Regions from separate parts of the Ovis aries genome. Here regions 1 and 2 are each linked to region 3. The links are chromatin contacts, called in public Hi-C maps. All regions are on one chromosome and are shown on one strand. Each heading gives the region's core, a stretch centred on a gene start, on an enhancer-like site or on the middle of the called end of the contact. The rest is flanking DNA. Distances are from core to core; before and after follow the strand shown. Region 1 overlaps LOC132657355 (a long non-coding RNA gene). Region 2 holds the start of BAHCC1 (BAH domain and coiled-coil containing 1). Region 3 has its middle 29 kb from the start of ACTG1.

Evidence for each region. Hi-C and Micro-C count contacts between places; a contact is called where the count stands out from the background.
Region 1: a Hi-C map of liver shows a contact between it and region 3, with 2.4 times the contacts expected there. The contact joins two enhancer-like sites. A contact is called at or near these places in 4 of 16 Hi-C or Micro-C datasets (hypothalamus, liver, omental adipose tissue and 1 more).
Region 2: a Hi-C map of liver shows a contact between it and region 3, with 2.3 times the contacts expected there. The contact joins the promoter of BAHCC1 here to the enhancer-like site in region 3. A contact is called at or near these places in 6 of 16 Hi-C or Micro-C datasets (hypothalamus, liver, mesenteric adipose tissue and 3 more).

The regions. Positions count from the first base shown.
Region 1 is chr11:50,911,668-50,915,504 of ARS-UI_Ramb_v3.0, reverse strand. It overlaps LOC132657355 (a long non-coding RNA gene), which reads left to right. Exons shown (of 2, transcript XR_009595374.1): 2 at 1-3,837. Among named protein-coding and RNA genes, the nearest start is that of SLC38A10, 20 kb to the left of the region's middle. Within about 2 kb of position 2,179, at least 10 of the 54 cell types and tissues checked have an H3K27ac peak or open chromatin away from gene starts, as enhancers often do. A contact at or near this core is called in liver, where this site is marked.
Region 2 is chr11:50,856,192-50,860,048 of ARS-UI_Ramb_v3.0, reverse strand. It overlaps BAHCC1 (BAH domain and coiled-coil containing 1), which reads left to right and starts at 1,500. Exons shown (of 28, transcript XM_042256754.1): 1 at 1,500-1,678.
Region 3 is chr11:50,783,567-50,787,402 of ARS-UI_Ramb_v3.0, reverse strand. No RefSeq gene overlaps it. Among named protein-coding and RNA genes, the nearest start is that of ACTG1, 29 kb to the right of the region's middle. Within about 2 kb of position 1,867, at least 19 of the 54 cell types and tissues checked have an H3K27ac peak or open chromatin away from gene starts, as enhancers often do. A contact at or near this core is called in liver and tail adipose tissue, where this site is marked.

The DNA of each region.
Region 1 (3,837 bases), core at 930-3,429, 130 kb before region 3:
AGGGAAACTGAGATGGCTAGGGTGCGTCAGCTTTCATGTATTCGGCCAGTGGCTACTGTTGGATATTTCAGTCGCTGCTAGTTTCTCAACCTGACAAAGGACATCTCTGTTCACATATCTTTGTGCCCTTATGCACATGTGTCTAGAAGATAAAATTCCTAGAAGAGAAACTGCTAGGTGAAAAGCATGCATATTTCAAATTTTGATTGCTATTGCCAAACCACTGGGCAAGTGTGTGTGCCAATAGATACACTTGCAGCAAGTGGGAAAGCTCACACTTCCCTCCACCCTTGATAAAGCTGGAGACAATTGTTTAGGCCTCTGTCATTTGATAGGTGACAAGTAGTGTCTGGTAGGATTTTTTTAGAAATGAGCTATAAGACTTAGATAACAATAAAAGCGCTAATTTCAAGCGTCCAGTTTGATGAGCTTTCACAAATCGGTACGGTTGTGTAACCACCCCCAAAGTCAAGATGCAGAACATCCCTAGCAGCCCCGGGAAAGTTCCTTCAGGCCCCTGATCAATCCCCATCTCCCGCCCAGTCTCAGCCTTGGGCCACCATGACCCGCCCTTTCCGTCCCTGTAGAATAGTTTTGCCTTTTCTAGGATTTCACGTAAATGGAACCATGTGAAATGCTCAGCAAACCACTTTGAGATTCATCCAGACGTTGTCACGTGTGTCCTGTTCACTGCCAGGTAGGGTCCACTGCCTGGGGGCTGTGTCTGCACCATTCACCTGTTGCTTAGACACTCGGGCCGGCCCAGTTTAGCGTGTTGATGAGCCAGGCTGCTGTGAACACTCAAGTATAAGTATGTGAATGTGTTTCAACTCCTGGACAAACACCTGAGTGCAGAACAACTAGGTCACAGGGCAAGTGGACAAGACCTTTCCTGAGCTGTCTCCTATTTCCCAACCACCATCCCCAGGCTGCCCTGCTTTCCATTCCCCAGGTAGAGCAAGAGGCCTCCCGCATCCTCTCCAGCATCCGATGCCAACTGCTTGTTGCGTTTAGTCCCACGGGGAGGTGTGCAGTGGCATCTCTTTGTGGCTGTAACTTGTTATTTCCCAGGTCAGTTCTGCTGTGTTTGGCATTTGTTAATAACGATGTTTTTATTGTGGAGAAATTTCAAACATTTTGTGTAATACATTTCTCTTTCTGTTTGTGGTTTTGGGGTTTTGTCACAATTTCCTTTTATACCCCAAGTGTGATGGCTTCAGCCCCCAGAAATGGTTCCCTCAGGGTGACCCTCCTTCTTTTTAGGGGTTTCCAAAGCAATGGAACCTATACCCAGGTTCACAAACTCCCCATCTCCCCAAGCCTGCCTTGTGTCCTCATCTAGAACGATAGGGTTTGACCAGGGTCGCGGGACACAGGCACATGACCACCAGCCGTCGTCCTTACTGTACTGAGCAGAGACCCTCAGGCAGGAAGACTCTGAGAAACCCCTGCCTGACGCGAACAAGGGCTGAGCAGGACAGGGTCAGAGGCCACTCCCTGGCCCTCATGACCCCTCTGCAATCCTGTCCCAGGGAGGGCTCTGGTCCACATGGGACCAGAGGCTGGGAGAGCAGAGGGCCAGTGTCCCTCTGCCAGGCCTCCCAGGATGGATGGAGGAGGCTGCAGTGGGGTGTGTGTGTGTGCGTGTGTGTGTGTGAACTTTCCACGCCCTGTGCCCTAGTTGGGGCCCACTCACCAGCTCCTGGGCTTGCCAGGCCACCTCACAGACACCAGACACACCTGACGTTTCAGCCCCTGGACCTGTATTCCCATCTGTTTTGTGTCATAAGTTAAGAGTCACTGGGAAGCGTGAAGCCACCCCAGGCTGGAGCAGAGGCCGTGCAGACAGTCTCAGGTCCGGGGAAGGAACAGCACGGGCTGAAGTGGGAAAGTGAGCCGAACTCCAGGAAAATCCCATTCGGAAACATTTCTCTCAAGTATTCAGAAAGCATTAGATTCATAGCAACTGCTAACGATCTTTATTCGAATTAAACTGGAAACTCCACAGACTCTGTGATCCTGTTGCAGAAAGCAAGTCCTCCCCTTAATTCAGTTCTCTGAACTCACCCGCACCCCCATCTCAACACAGGTCCCGGACAATGATGCAGGCAGGAAGGGGAAGTGGTCGGACCTCCAGCAGGCTGTCTGAGGGCTGGGGAGACTGAGAAGTGGAGCCCCAGAGACATTTCCCCACCCACCTGGGGCGGCCCTGCCACCAGCCTGGCTCCACCCCCACCCCAGAGGCTGTCCCAGAATGCTTTGGGCCAGGGCTATTGCCTGAAGTGTGGCCTGAGCTTCCCCAGAAGAGCGGGAGACACCACACCACACCTCCACTCCACGCCTCACCCCCACTCTGCACAAGTCCCCAGACTCACACGAGTTTGGGGGTAACATCTGAGTTGAAGCATCTGCAGACCCCAGCCCTGCAACGTGGCTCTGCCCAGGGGTGCATGCGTGCTTGCTAAGTCACTCCAGTCGTGCCCAACTCTTTGCGACCCCAGGGACTGTATAGCCCTCCAGGCTCTTCTGTCCATGGGATTCTCCAGGCAAGAATACTGGAGTGGGTTGCCCTGCCCTCCTCCAGGGGATCCTCCCAACCCAGGGATCAAACCTGTGTCTCCTGCCTTGCGGGCAGATTCTTTAATGCTGAGCCACTAGGGAAGCCCCCTGCCCAGGGGTGCTGCTGGCTCTTTGGGAGGTGGGCAGGTTCTTGGGTCCCACTCTGCTCCCATGTGCTTGGGCCTTGTCAACCACCTCCTTCCTGAGCCTGAGCCTGGCCCCAGGGGCCTCCTTGAAGTCCCTCACCCCTCAAATGATGGGCCCTGAGCCCTCAGCACTTCCCAGGAGGGTGGGTAAGCAGTATGGCCCCCCTCAATATGAGTGATATAACCTGGCATCCAGCCCTCTCTGCCTATTGTGTGGGGTGAGAGGGGTGGTCAGGACAAGAGATTCCCCCACCCAGCAGCTGGACAGACCTGGCCCTGGGTTCTGCTCCTGGATCATGCAGTCTGGGGGGTGCTGTTTGTGGGGGGCGTGGGGGTGCTCAGAGCACTTCTTTGCGGGGTAGGAAAGGGATGCACTGAGATGTTGAGGGGAAGGGGGTGGCCTTGCTGCCTAGAAGTCCCACTCTGGGTCCCCCAGGCCCCCATCCCACCCCCACCACCCCCACCAGACCTGGGGAATCTCCTGGCAACTGTTTTCTGGAACAACTAGAGGCTGCGGTCAGCGGGAGGCCAGTGGGGAGAGCCCTGGTAGGGCTGAGAATGGGAGGCCCTGCCCCCAGCACGAGGGCCCCCTTCCCCTTGCCTTGCGCCCCAGGGCCCCAGGAAGGCTGGGGTGGCCCGGCCAGCCCGGGAGCCGCAAAGGGCATGAAGAGTGCAGCACTGGGGCGAGCTGCCAGCAGGGCCAAGACAATGTGGTTTCAATCTAATTGTCCCAAAATATTGTTACAACACAAACCACGTGCCATCCACTCACCTGCAACTAATCAGCGGCAAAGCTACCGAATAAATCGGTTCCACACCCGTGGGGCCAGGCAGCCCAGCGCGCGAACCCAGGCACCCAGGCCAAGGCCACCGCTGCTTCCTGTGGCGGGTGAGAACCGTCAAGGGGCTCCTCCTGTCTCTGTGACCCCCACCACACTCTGAAGGGCGAAGCTGGAAGGCCCAGGCCCTCCCATCACACCCGTTCAGGTCTCAGAATGTCGACAAGGACCTGGAGCTAAAAAGCCAGGTCAGTCAAGATCTTACCAGGGTCAGAGGGCCCAGCAAGTCCGCAGCTTCCTCTCTCCACCCTGACCATCCCATCTCAAGACCGGGGCCTTGGGGACTTCACTCC
Region 2 (3,857 bases), core at 251-2,750, 73 kb before region 3:
GTCCCTAGGGAGCGGGCGGGGGGGCGGGGAAAGAAAGGTGACAACAGAAGGCCTCTGGCTTAACCCGTTCCTGTCCCTACCGGTGGAGAAGGAAATGGCAACCCACTCCAGTATTCTTGCCTAGAGAATCCTGTGGACGGAGGAGCCTGGTGGGCTGTGTCCATAGGGTCGCACAGAGTCGGACACGGCTGAAGCGACTTAGTATGCATGCATGCATTGGAGAAGGAAATGGCAACCCACTCCAGTATTATGGCCTGGAGAATCCCAGGAACAGAGGAGCCTGGTGGGCTGCCGTCTATGGGGTCGCACAAGACTGAAGCGACTTAGCAACGGCGGTGGCAGCGGCTGTCCCTACCGGAATGAGCCGGTGGATACCGCGCGGGCCCGAGTTGGTTGGCATCTAGTTAAATACCATTTTTTTCCCCCTGAGGGGGAAGCAGAGCTGCACCTGGAGGAGTGAAAATAATGTATCCATCGCCACTAAGATATAGACTTGACTCCCGAGCATAAATAGCATCGTTGGGAAACCAAACTCTAACAGAAATATTTGGAGAATAACCTAAAAAATAGTTTGCATCTGATTACGATGAAGATATTTGTTTAGGGGCTTTTCTATTTAGGGCAAGAATTTATCATATGCAGGAGAGCGATATTGAAAAAATACTGTACATATCAAGGTGAACATATTTTTAAAATCTAGTTGCAGATGAAGAAAGGGCAATCTTTGTCATGGCCATAAATCCCCGGTTTTCATTTTCATCAGTGCTGGGTTGCAAAAATATAGCCATGGGGAATAAAAACAGGGTCCGCAGATACGTGGCCAGAGACACAAAACCTTCTCCCCAGATTCTGATCCCTGGGGCAAGAGGAGGAGAGGACAAGGCTGGCGACTCAAGAGTCCGTGGTACCCAGACTTCGAGAGTGTAGGCATTCCTGAGCTTGGTCAGAGCAGGTGGAGCCTCGAAGTGGTAGTAGGGCCAGGCAACCCGAGGAAGCCTCTATGCTTGGATCTCGGGCCTACCTGTGCCGGGTTCAGCCACCTGCCAGACATCCCAAGTATTTTAAAAAGCATCTGCTTCAACGCGTGTTGCTGTATCATCTGGCCTCTGTGCACTGGACGCCAAACGTTAGACCTGCTGGGTTAAATTTAAAAAAAAAAAAAAAAAGCAAAAGCCTTCTCCTCGGCGTGGATAAGCGCTCCCACTCGGCCCTGCTCCCTCTCCCGCCCTGCGCCAACACATTCCCATTCAGCAGCAACGATCTGCGCAAAGGAGCTGCGCAGTCGCCGGGCTTGAATTAGGCGCCATCGGGCTCGGTAGTAGCCCTGCTGCTCCCTGATTGGCAGCTCCCTGGCCCGGCGCCAGCCTATTGGGAGGCCTGTTTACGCCGAATGAGTGGCACGAGCTCCCGGCCGCGGAGGGCCGCGCGGCCAATCAGCGCACCGGCTGCTCCGGGCTGAGTGGCACGAGCTTATTAGTATGCAGGGCCCGTGGCTCGCCGCGCCGGGCTGCAGGTTTGAGAGCCGCTCTGGATGGGCTCGCTAGAGTCGTTGTTGTGGAAGCGGTGCATTTACAGTGCAACAGTCAGCACATTGAAAATACCAATAGGAATACAAAACAAAGTCACATTTACTGGTTTAATTGTATTGCATTCAATTGTATCCAGGAAACAACCTCCAGTAAGTAACTGAAATTGCTTTCATTTTTTTTTGTTTTTGTATTTTTATTATTATTTTATTTTTATTTTGGCTTTGGGGATTTACATTTTTTTTTTTTTTAGTAAGAGAAATTCAGGGTTGCGATGTTAAGAAGTATATATCTTCCCTTTTTAAAAATCCGTTATAATGTCGAACAGGCTTTTTTTTTTTTTAATGGACTATATGTAAGAGAGATTTTTTTTCCCCCTCTGAAAAATCTTATCGATCGGTTTAAAATTCCCCCTGTAATGCGTCCTTGCTTTGCTCTGAGCGCTTGTTGTGTCGATCGACACCCAGCATTAAAAATAAATAATCGCGACAGGACAGGGACCGCCAGGCTGCGTCCGGCGAAAGCCGCGCGGGCCGCTCCGGCTAGACAGCCGGCGAGGTCCCGGACGCAGCCAACGCGCTCCGGCTCTGGAGGCACCACGAACGAACCCCAATTGTTTGCACCCCCCCACCACGTTGCTCCCCTCCCCCGAGCAGCCTTGGGTCAGCCCCGCCCGGTCGCTCCACGGCGCCGGGAACCGGCTGGCTCGCGCTGGCCGAGGCGGCTGAGCCGCCTACTAGAGGGTCTTGCCGGCCGTCAGCCGCGTGCGGGGCGAGGGACCGGGCGGAGAGGGGTAACGGCGAGGTTCGTGGGGGTTCGCTTTCCAGAACCTAATTCATTTCAGGACATTTCAGAAAAAATTTTCCTGGGCGGCTGAGGGTGGCGGAGGGGGCCAAGCGAGGTCAGCGCAGAGTGGCTTTCTCACCGAGCGCATTCCGGGCGGCATGCAGGGCTCAGACCACCACCCCTGAGACGGCATCTGCGGACGGGTGCGCCTTGGGTTGCGGGGGCCAGGAGCGGCCACGGACCTCGGTCCTCTCCTGGCGGAGGTAGGGTGGGTGTCGGGCGCGACCGTTTCGCAGGGAGCGGGTTCTACGGCGGCGCCCAAGCAGCACGCGCCGGGTGTGCGCGGGCCCCAGCCCAGCCTGCAGGCCCCACAGCGCCAGCGCACCGGGAGACGGCGCTGGAGGATGCGGGCGGCCGAAGCAAAGGGAGGGTTTTCGGTGTTTAAATTAAAACCGAAGCAAAACCGAAGGAGCCGCTCCCACAATCCTGGAGCGCTCGAGCCACGCGCAGAGAGACTGGCGACTCCTGGGATCGCGCCGCGGAGTCCTAGGGAGGACCCGGCGTTTCGAAGTTCGACTGTTTCCAAAATACCCTTGTCAGCGATTTTCCAGCCGGCGCGGGGGCTCCCGGCACGCCACCGCTTTCGCTCCGTATCCTTTCTGAGTCCGGCCTGACGCGAGCTGCGGTCTCTCTTGGCGCTGGGGGGAGGAGGCTAGGAGCCCTGGGATTCGCAGCTGGCGGCGCCTGGGATCCGAGACTCCGGGCCCAGGCGGCGGAGGCCGCGCGTCGCCGCCCCTCTCCCTGCCGGGCTCGTGCTCCGCAGGCCCCCGGGAGCCGCTCTCTGGCGGACTGGGAGGCGCGGCGCGGCCTCTTCCCCGGAGCAAAGAACACAAAAGAAAGCCCCTCTGACCTGGTGAGAATCTCCGCGGCACGGAGGGGCGACAACAACCCATCGCCTTCCGAGTAAAAAGTCTGGCGGGCTGGTGGGGAAGGATCGATCCAGCCCACAGAAGGTGAAGATTAAAGCTGTTGCTGGTAGCCAAGCCCGCGTCCCGAGAATCGAGAGCAACTCCCTTTCTCGACAATTCTGGAATTTCTTATTGGAAAAAAGAAACCCCACAAAACAAAAGCATAGTATACGCGGTTCCCCGGAGGCCGCTGGGAAGCCCCCCACCCCCCGTGCGCGCAGCCGCGGGCTTTCGGCGCCTTTGAAGCCGCAGGTTCTCGACCTCCCTCCCCTCCGTCTTTCCCTTTGTCCCGCCCCGTGCCCCCCGGCTCGCAGCTCGCTGCTGCCCGGAGGCCCTAAGCCCCGCGCGGGCAGCCCCTCCCTCCCCTGACCCCAGCCCGGGCAGCCCCCTCGCCCGGCGCTCTCCGGGTTCTGAGGCCAGGCGTTCGCTCAGTAGGCCCGAGCGGCGGCGAGCCGAGTGATTTGTTAGACCGGGGTAGAGAGCTGAGGATCCCTAGAGGAGAGGAAGCCCAAAACCCCTTTGTAGGAAGTTGAGAGACAAAGAGAACTCTTTGTGTAGGTCCCGTTTATTTACAATG
Region 3 (3,836 bases), core at 618-3,117:
GGTGCACACACAGCCAGACCTCCCAGAACCACCTCCTTGGATCTTGAGGTTTCACCTCTGTGCTCTTTGCCTTTCTTCACCTTCTCCAGTGCTCCAACGCCTACCTGTCCTTCCAAGCCACCTAAAGCACCATCTCCTTCCATCTCCCCTCCCCAAACTTTTCAGGGGTCCTTGGCTCAGACTGCCTCATCCTGAACTTGTTGGACCACGAACTTCACACCTGGAACACATCCTTCCCTCCTTGGAGCCTCCTGGGACTGAGACCTGGCCAGGCAGAGAAAGGCCCCCTGAAAAGTGTGTGAACACTCCTTGTCTCAGAGCAAAGCCTGTCAGACCATGCCAAGACAAAATGCAAAGGTCCTTCCACCCTCTAGTATGTGCTGAGTACTGTGGATGAGGCAGGCATGTGAAGAGACAACAGTGAGCAAGACCAGTCCCTGACCCTGGGACTTATGGTCCCAGCGGTGCCCTGTGACAGCCGCTTAATGAAAAGAGAGCATCAGGGAGGGCCTCCTGAAGGAGGCACTTGAACTGTGTGGCCCACGCGCACTGACAAGCATGCTCTGCACCCACTGCTCTGCCCTGTGTTCAACTCACTGCTTGCATGTTGTCTTCCCACTCCTAGGGCTTGGACTGGTTCTGCACCAGAGAGGAGGCCGAACCCCGCCCCACTCATTTCTCAACAACCTCAGCATAGGCGTGCACTTACATCCTGTGTCACTGCCTACAAAACAAAACAGCAATGTTTCTGAGATGCTTTTATTCACACTTCCCAACAGGTGCTGGACACCTCCCCATTTCCCTACCCCAGCTGCCCTGCCTTGTGGCCCAAGGCTGACCTGTGGGCGCCGTGTTAATTGGAATTCAGCCAAAAAGGAGCTGGCAGATGAGAGGCGCAGGCAGGAGTAAAGTGAGGTCAGTATATATATCACCTGGCTCCTCCCGGCCAGTCGCTGTATCCCTCCCTCCAAGGTCGGAGCTCCTACAGGATGGGCCTCTCCTGTGGCTACAGCTACCCTTCAGGTCAAAGTGGTAACAGCTCCCCTTTGTTGCTGGCCCTGGGCAGCACCATCTCTCCTTTAATTCATTCATTTTCCATTTATTCAACTCTCCTCAAATACTCTGTCTGAGGGTGCCATAAAAATGTAAGACCACATCAATTGGCCATAAAGAACATTCTTGTATGTTCCACTTGGAGTAGCTTGGAGGGGAGACTAATGGAAACTAGGGGGAGGCTAGCCTCCAAGCCTCCCCTGGGGCCACCACTGTTTGTGTCCCCAGGATAATAGTAGAAGGTGTCAATAACTGACTCAATCGATATATGAATTGATCCCGCCTAGCCCCTTTACCACCCAACAGCAGACTGCCTCTTCCTTCCTTCCACCCGATCCGCTTCAGCCTTCATGGCCAAGCCCAGATGGCACGCTCCTTCCTTCCTCGTCCCCTGAGGTCAGGAGAGTACAGCGGTGAGTGGCTCAAGCCCCCAGGGAAGGTGAGGACCCGCAGCCGAGCAGCAGAGTCAGAAAACCAGGTCTCCAGGGGCTTCCGCCCTAACAGGCTAGGTGGATTTGAAGCTGTCACTTCACTCCACGTGTGCAACGGGAGCAACCACGACCCTAACCCTGCACAGCAGATGACCCAGAAGATGGTACAGTGCTTTGCGTGCAAAGGGCACTCGGGGACCCTCGGGACGGTGGGGGGTCCTCAGGGTTGGGGGTCCTTCAGTCGGCGCAAGTCGCTGCACGGTTACCCCCAGCACACCCAACTATAAGTACTCAGCCCGCTGCGGCCAGAGTACAGCGGCGCACGCCGCCCCACGTGGGGCCGCACGGGCTCGCGGCCCCGGCGCCCGATTGGTCTCCGTGCAGCCAATCAGAGGGCGTCGTTGACAGTGGCCTCGCCAATTGGCTGCGGGGAGCCTGCCAGGGAGGGGCGGGGCCTCCTTTTGTTCTTTCCTCCGCGGCACCGCGAGCCCGCCTCCTGGGCCCCGCCTCGGGGGTCCGGTACCGCCAGCGTTCCACCGTTGCGCGTACCCCCATCCCAGAGCTCAGGTTGGGGCCACTGGGGAGCTGCAGGCTGCGGCCGCGGACCCTACTAAGTGGCCGCTCCAGGGCCGGCCTCCCCTTCAGTCCCGTTTCCAACCACCCTCCCCCCAACATGCTCACACACAGGAGAAAGAACCCGCAGCCTGAAACACGGCCTGTGCTGGGACTGACCTTGGGCAAGCGCTTTCAGTTCGGTCCCTCAGTACACTTACCCTTGCTTTCTCCCTGTTTCCTAGGACTTGTGGAGAAGAAGAACCCATAAAAAATGAGCTCAGGCTCTTTCTAAAATGTACCCAGTGAGTGATAGAAAGTCTCTTGATTTTTCCAGAGGGAAAGTTTGTCGGAGACCAAGTGTCCGGATGTTGCTAACCTGAGACCGTTTTCAGAGTGACAGTCTTCTTCTAATCAGAGGGGATGGTTGGGGGATGGGGCAAAAGCCCCTGCCTCAGCCTGGCCAGCTGTGCAAACTCTCCCTAAATCATCTCCCTCTTCCATCACTTCACAGTGGCCTCCCTCTGGGGTGGAAAGTGGTGGCCCCAGGAGCCAGAGGCCCTTGCAGGGAGAGGGCTCTGGGCTGGGTTAGGGGGTCAGGGGTCCAGGTCTAGTCCCTTTCCCTCCCAGCCCACCACCTTCCCCCAGAAACTGCCTGGAGACATTTCCCAGTGCGATGGTGGCTACATACAAATCTCAGGAGGCAGTCAGCCTGCAGTACTGGCCCGGCTATGGACACAGGGCTCCCAATCTCTAGACTCCCCTCCCACTCAGAGTTCCCCTGTGCCCCTTCTCCCCAACCCACTGAGAACCAAGAGTCTCAGCATCTTTTCTTCCATGAGGTGTCAACCAAGAGGACCACCAGGACAACAGGAGGTACAGGGCCCCTGCAAGGGAGGAAGTCAAGCCCCAGGCACTCCTCAGCACCCACTCCAACCCCCATTGACCTGGAAAAGCCCCCAAACCACTGCTGATGGAGTCCTAATGGTGGCTTAGGGACAGCAGCTTGACAAACACAGGAGTCACCTCCGAAATCACCTGTCCAAGACCTAGGAGTAATGTAATTCCCTGAGATAGACTGGAATCTGATCCGTGTTCAGAATGCCTCCACATGCCATCAGTGGAGGAGTCCCTCAGCCATCGTGTGTGACTCCTTGGTTCTGGTGTGTTGGGCCAACCACTACAGCTCCCAGCAAGCATCATGGGGTTCAGAGGCCTCCCCTGCACCCTGGCTGTAGTGGCCCTGGAAGGACTTCCAGTCTCAGGGCCTTGGCAGGTGTCTGCTGGTTCCCTGGGGGTGGGGTGCTGGGAGCCTGACATCTGTGGAGTGTTTTTACTGTTGGACAAATTGAATCAATTAAACAGGCCCCATCAGGGTGGCCGGGAGCCCAGTGAATGGGAAGGAGGAGGGGAGCAGAGCCAAGGGGGCAACACAGCCTGTCTGTGGGAGCATCTCACCAGCAAGGGTTCAGGGTGAAGAGGCAGGTGGAACATACCCCCTTCCTGGCTGTTTGGGGCAGGGACCCTCTATGCTAACCACAGAGAAGGAAGGTCTTGGAGAAAAAGCCAGCCAGGGGTGCTGGGGCAAGTTACAAGAGGTGACCCATTTCTCTACCCAGAATGCAGACCTTCTGGGCTTCTCAGCCATCTGCCCTACAGATCCTTGGGGGCACCTCCTCAACACTGCAGGCTCCTTTCAATGGCATTTTGTTACACTTACATGGAGGCCTTCGGAAGCTGGAGGCTCCACCCAAGAAAGAGGAGGATGCCTAGGGAGGTTGGAGGAGCCAGCAGAGGGAA